2 separate regions of the Sus scrofa genome follow, and region 1 is linked to region 2. The links are chromatin contacts, called in public Hi-C maps. All regions are on one chromosome and are shown on one strand. The core of a region is the stretch at or near the end of the contact, and the rest is flanking DNA. Distances in the headings are between cores, read along the strand shown.

What was found. A called contact is a pair of places that touch in the nucleus more often than the background predicts.
Region 1: a Hi-C map of liver shows a contact between it and region 2, with 13 times the contacts expected there. The contact joins the enhancer-like site here to the promoter of FAXDC2 in region 2. A contact is called at or near these places in 2 of 5 promoter capture datasets (fetal liver and liver), 7 of 47 Hi-C or Micro-C datasets (embryonic fibroblasts, heart right ventricle, liver and 4 more) and 1 of 2 datasets of contacts at active chromatin or transcription factors (alveolar macrophages).

The regions. Positions count from the first base shown.
Region 1 is chr16:68,432,137-68,435,097 of Sscrofa11.1, forward strand. All of the region lies in intron 1 of LARP1 (la-related protein 1), which reads right to left. Among named protein-coding and RNA genes, the nearest start is that of LARP1, 18 kb to the right of the region's middle. Within about 2 kb of position 1,270, at least 6 of the 83 cell types and tissues checked have an H3K27ac peak or open chromatin away from gene starts, as enhancers often do. A contact at or near this core is called in alveolar macrophages, fetal liver and liver, where this site is marked.
Region 2 is chr16:68,357,675-68,360,752 of Sscrofa11.1, forward strand. FAXDC2 (fatty acid hydroxylase domain-containing protein 2) reads left to right here and starts at 1,569. Exons shown (of 8, transcript XM_021076711.1): 1 at 1,569-1,743.

The DNA.
Region 1 (2,961 bases), core at 20-2,519, 74 kb after region 2:
GGGGTAGGCCGGCAGCAACAGCTCTGATTAGACCCCTAGCCTGGGAATCTCCATATGCAGTGGGTGCAGCCCCCTCCTCAAAAAGGACAAAATTAACTATTTAGCCCACCCTACGCACTGTGGATAGTGAAGAGGTGAAAATGCCAAGCATCTGGCCGATGAAACTACTGACGGACCTGAGAGGCGACATAGGTGGTGGTGAGTTCAATGGCACTTTCCCTTCAGAGACCACCCTGTCCTCACCCCAGGTAAGACCTGCAACCCGTAGGCCTGGGCTCTTCCAGAAAGCTTAAGGCAAGGCCCAGGAAGAAGAAAATGCATCATCAGAAGTGAGAGCTATGGAATGGGTGACTCTGTACAAAGGGCACTAGGCTGCTACTTCCCCAAGGTCAGCCTGGATGACCCTACTTCACCACCAGCAGCAGGGTGGCGGCACAAGTAAGTAAGAGCCTGGGCTCCAGAGTCTCGGCTCTACAACTCCTATCTCCATGATTGGGGATTTCTGTAAATGGGAATAGAGTTTCTAACCTACTGGGAGTCTAAAGATTAAATGAGTTGATACTTGTAAAGTGCTTGGAAAAGTACATAGGAAATACTTAAGACTTGTTAGCTATTACTTGGAAGTTTATAGATACTTCTGAGTAACTGACTAAGGCTACAGACAGATTATTCCACCTCATCTCAAGCCTACTGCTGAACCTTTTAGGTACTAAGTCCTGGATGTTTGCTTAGCGCTCCTCACCTCTCCTAGAACCATGTCTACGCTCCGTCTTGAAGAGACCATCACTGGGGAAGAGGGGAACTGCTTTTAGGAGCAATATTCTCCTCCATTTGAGGCTTTCCCTGGCCTTTTCAGGGCTCGAGGTATGTCAATAGCTGACCCAGCTCGAGAGAGGGAAGAAAGCTGAAGGCTTACGTCTGGAGGACCAGGAGTGACAGCAACTACAGTGGGTCACCTGGGGTGCGTGCTGCCAGGCCTAATGCTCTTATCTCCACTCCTGTAGCATCAACCATTTGAAGGGCCTCCCATTTCTCCACCCCTGAGGGAAAAGGGCAGAAGGAGGAGAGAGCTAGCATAGGCATCCTGATTACCTTGCTGCCACCTGAGAGACTTTGGTTAACAGCCAGTTTTCTGCAAAATGAAAAGTGACCAGATGGCTTCCAAAGTCCCCTTGGACTCTGGCTCTCCGCCAGTCTAGGATCTCCAAAGAGCTGCCACCTCAGAGGGACATGACAGTGTTGATACTAGTCAGGGGGTGGGACTGGGAAGACCTGGAATAGAAGAGAACATTCCAGATCAACTGCAAGCTTAGCTGCAGCCAACAGAGAACGTTAGCGGCCTCTCTCCTCCCAGCCAGGAGTTGGGTTTTCTTAGGCTGCCACTGCCCGCATACTCCTTTCCTCAGGCTTGGCAGAAGGGCCTCCCGCTCAAAGGACAAACTGCTATGCCCACAGCTCCTGTATAGAAAGGGTGACATAGTCAAGCGTCTTAAAGAGAAAAAAAAAAAAAAAAAATTATGGAGCTACTATTGAGTCCTTAAGTATGATCTGTCACTGTGCTAAGTGCCTCCCTTGCAATACCTCACCTAATAGAAAGACTGATGTTTATCTTTTTACTCTTCTGAATTTTTTCCTTATTAGTTGTGCTTCAAGTGGGTGGGGGAAGAAGACCAGCTCTGCCAGTTTTTAACTCTGACTTGAGAAGGTCCCTTAATCTTCACGAGCTCATGTAGTAGGAATTTCTCCATAAAAGGGGGCCGACTACCACCCACCTCAAGGGCACTGTGAGATATGAGCAAAGAAATGTTCTGTAATGTCTTAAATGCAATCTCAAAAGCAGTACCAACCCTTTTAATCCAAGCACCTGATGAGTAAGACGAGATCCCAGGAGTAATCAAAGCATGGTGGCTTGGAATCCTCAGCTCTGGCAGGCCACCTTGGACAGCGTCCCACCTCAGGACAATGAGCTCCCAGAGGAGGACAAACCAAGCAGCCTCCTTGGTACCCAAGGCAGGCCCCTCTCAGCCTGTGGACACCTGGTACAGGTACTACAGTAATGGAAGAGGAAAATGGACTTCATGGATCCACCCAGTCCTCAAAACCCCAATCATCAGTAATCTGGTCACCTTTCTGTGAGGGCCAATCCAAGGTCTGCCTCATCTCAGCCTTCCAGACGAAGGAGCAGAAGGTGGCCAGCAGCAGGCTAGTGATACACTTAGAGGCAGTCTCATTTTACACACTGAAAAATCAAGGGACAGGTTTGGGTACAGGGGATGGAAAAAATGAAACCACGCTCCTACAAATCTCTAAGGAGTAAGGTTCTTGCCACAAAAGTGGCCTAGTAGGAAGCACCTATGCCCTTGCCCTAGAGGGGGCAGCACTGTCTGACGAACTAACCAAGTACTTAGAAATTTCTCAATTCTGACCTTGCCGGGCCAACCCATGTCCCTTTCTGCACCCCCTTTGGCCCAGCTGGCCTTTTTCCCATTGCTGGCCAACCTCCACCAGGGACGTGCTGTGGGCTTTGGGGACACCCCAGGACAAACCCAAGGCAACGACTCTGCCCACCCCTCGATGGTTTCCTCTTGTACTTTGCTAGTTGCAAACCCAAGCAGTAGGCTCTTAAAAGCCAACTGAGTGTGATGGAAAGCATTAGAGTGCTTATGTTTTAAACAGCGCACCCCTGTATGAAAGCCTGGGTCAGTAAGCTTCCCCTATGTGGGCCTGCTTCCCTCAGCAAAAGGTGGTATGTGCACGCAGGTGCACATGCTACATGTGAATTCTGGCCCAGGCGCAGTGGTTTCAGATCAACTGTAGAGGCCAGCAGGGAGTACTAGAGTAGCAGGGGCCTCAGGCGAAAGCTGGGGTGTGCGCATCCACACTGGCAGCCATGGAGTACTGGTCAGCTCCTTCATCTTCCCCGTCAGGAAAAGGTGAATTTCCTTTTCACAGGCTGCTTTG
Region 2 (3,078 bases), core at 319-2,818:
GCCAAAAAACACATGAAAAGATGCACAACATTGCTAATCATTAGAAAAATGCAAATCAAAACTACCTCGTGCCAGTCAGAATGGCCATCATTAAAAAGTCTACAAATAACAAATGCTGGCGAGGATGTGGAGAAAAGGGAACCCTACTGCACTGTTGATGGAAATGTAAATTGGTGCAACCAGTTTGGAAAACAGTATGGAGGTTCCTCAAAAATCTAAAGATAGAATTGCCATATGATCTAGCAGTCCCACCCCCGGGTAGGCATATATCCAGATAAAACTATAATTCAAAAAGATACATGCACCCCTATGTCCACAGCAGCACTGTTTACAATGGCCAAGACATGGAAACAACCTCAATGTCCATCAACAGATGAGTGGACAAAGATGTGGTGTGTGTATACACACACACACACACACACAATGGAATATTAGCCATAAAAAAGAATGAACTGTGGAATCTAAAATACAATATAGGAGTTTCCATTATGGCTCAGCAGGTTAAGAACCCAACATAGTCGCCGTTCCATCCCTGGCCTCGCTCAGTGGGTTAAGGATCTGGGGTTGCTGCAAGCCGTGGTATAGGTCATAGATGCAGCATGGTTCTGGCGTTGCCGTGGCTGTGACATAGGTCTGCAGCTGCAGCTGCAATTTGACCTCTAGCCCAGGAGCTTCCATATGACACAGGTGCAGCCATAAAAAATAAATAAAAATAAAACACAACACAAATTAACATATTTACAAAACAGAAACAGACTCACAGATATGACAAACAGATTTCTGGTTGCCAGGAGGGAGATAAGGATTGGGAGTTTGGGATTATCGGAGGCAAACTAGTATATGTAAAGGATGGATAAACAACAAGGTCCTACCATGTAGCATAAGGAATTATATTCAGTATATTGTGATAAACCATAATGAAAAAGAATATGAAAAGTTATGTGTGTATGTGTGTATAACTGAAACACTTTGCTGTATAGCAGCAATTAACACATCTTGTAAATCAACTATATTTCAATAAAATATTTTTAAAATAATTCAACCTCTAAAAATAGCAATAATTCTTAGAAAGTTTAAAAATTCAGTTCTTTCCCAAAGTTATCACAATTTCACATCATGCGTCATCCTGTATTCTAATTTCCCCTGTTTCGAAGTATAAACTTAACCTCTCTGGGTATTACTTTCCTGCATCTAGACTCAACCATAGTAGCTGATGCTACTCCCTTGGCTGCCCTCAGCAGCAAAAGAATCAAAAATGAGGAAATGAGGTCCTCCAGTCCATGGAACCTTTCTATCCACTTGAACTGCCCACTTTCCACTCTTCAACATTATCTGATACCCACGTCTCTTATCAAAAGTGCCTCCTACAGGACAGCAACATTTTAAGTTGAGGAAGATGAAGAAAGTTTTTTGAAAAGAAGGAAAAAAGCCCAGAGTTCAGCCGATGCGCTTTTTCCAGTGCTGGTTTAGATTTCACATTTCCTCTTGGCTTTCAGGAGATGTCCTTTGGCAAAAAGGTGTTTTTGTTTCCAGTCAAAACAGACCCAATTTTTTTCTCTTGTCACGTGCCTGGCCAGAGCCAGTTGGCTGCTGTAACATGATCACCTTGGCCAGGATCCCAGCACACCCGTGTATTAACAGGGTGAGGCAGCAGCAGCTCAGCAACAGGGCAGCACCTCACACAGGGGCTGGAGGAAGAGAAAGCGGTACCTCGGAGGTGCTGGGAAACAGTCCACTGCAGAGGTGAGTGCAAGCTGGGAAGCCACGCAGAGAAGCTGGTCACCAAGGTCAGGATGTGTCCAAGTTCATTTAAAGTTCACCCTTCTTCCCTCTACCACCTTTCCGTCTTCTCCACTTACAGTACTGGTGACATGTGCCTCTGAACAATGTCCTGGGATGTTACGTTAGTACACAGAGTTCCCTTCATAGCTCACTAATGTCCTCTGCCTGTGTGCGCACCATCTACCTCCTCTGTAGTCTTGTTTTTCTAGCATTTGACAGGTAATTCTGTCAAATGGACTGGGTTTGGCTTAAAAAGTCCCAAGTCAGAACTTGAAAATCTGAACTGGAAGAGACTGCCAGGATGCAACTGTGGTTGAATTGCTTCTCCTCTCTAATTTGCTGGGGTCACCTGGAAGGGATGGGGCTAATTATAAGACTTAAAATTGCAAGGACCCAAGATAGATGTGTGGGCTAGGAGATGGACAACCATACCAAAGCTGTTTTGATGCAACATAGAGGGATTTATCAACAGCTCTTCGGTGCTAGACTTACCTCTAAGTAAGTGTGGTACACCTCTGAGACACCCACAGAGGTCACTGTGTGAGGGGAATGCAGTGTGCATAGATGGGGTGAGCAACGGACCCGTGGTTTTCAGGGTGCTCATACAGGTCCTGAGAGGCTGAGGCAAGCAAGACAAGACAGACTTGTAGGCTGCTTCAGTTTCATATGCAATTCCAACTACATTTCTCTGGTTGGGATATGAAGATTCAGTTCAATTTAGTAAAGCAAATGTTCTGCTCATTAGCTTCTGACTTTAGAAAGTAGTGCAGGGACAGGTGCTTAAATGTTCAAGAGCCAGTGCTGGACACATTCTGAGGGCAAAAAGCAAGTCTTCTTTTCCTCTTTCATTTATTTAGCAAAAACTTCCTGAGTATCTGCTACAAACCAGGCTTGTGTTTGGTGCTGTGGATCTCACAGTAAATAAAACAGGCAGGCTTTCAGCCTCATGAGCATGCAGTCAAGTGGGGCAGTTAACTCAAAAAGAGTCTTTAAGTACCCACTGCAAAAGCTGCGAAGGGAGCACTGATAAAACTGTCCAGAGACATTTTTTAATTCCAGAGGTAAATGAGAGTCATTTTTGTCTTGGAGTTTAACTCTTTTCTACATGCATTTCATTGTCTTGAATGAATATCGTAACATAAATGTTACTTCATATTCTCCTCCTACATACTTTCTCCCTTAGAAAAATCAAAGTTATACTATTATGCTACTAAACAGAGCCAAGAAGTAGGTCTATTCATCTTTGGATCCCCTGTGGCTAGCATTGTATCTAGCACACAATAAATATTTCTCAAA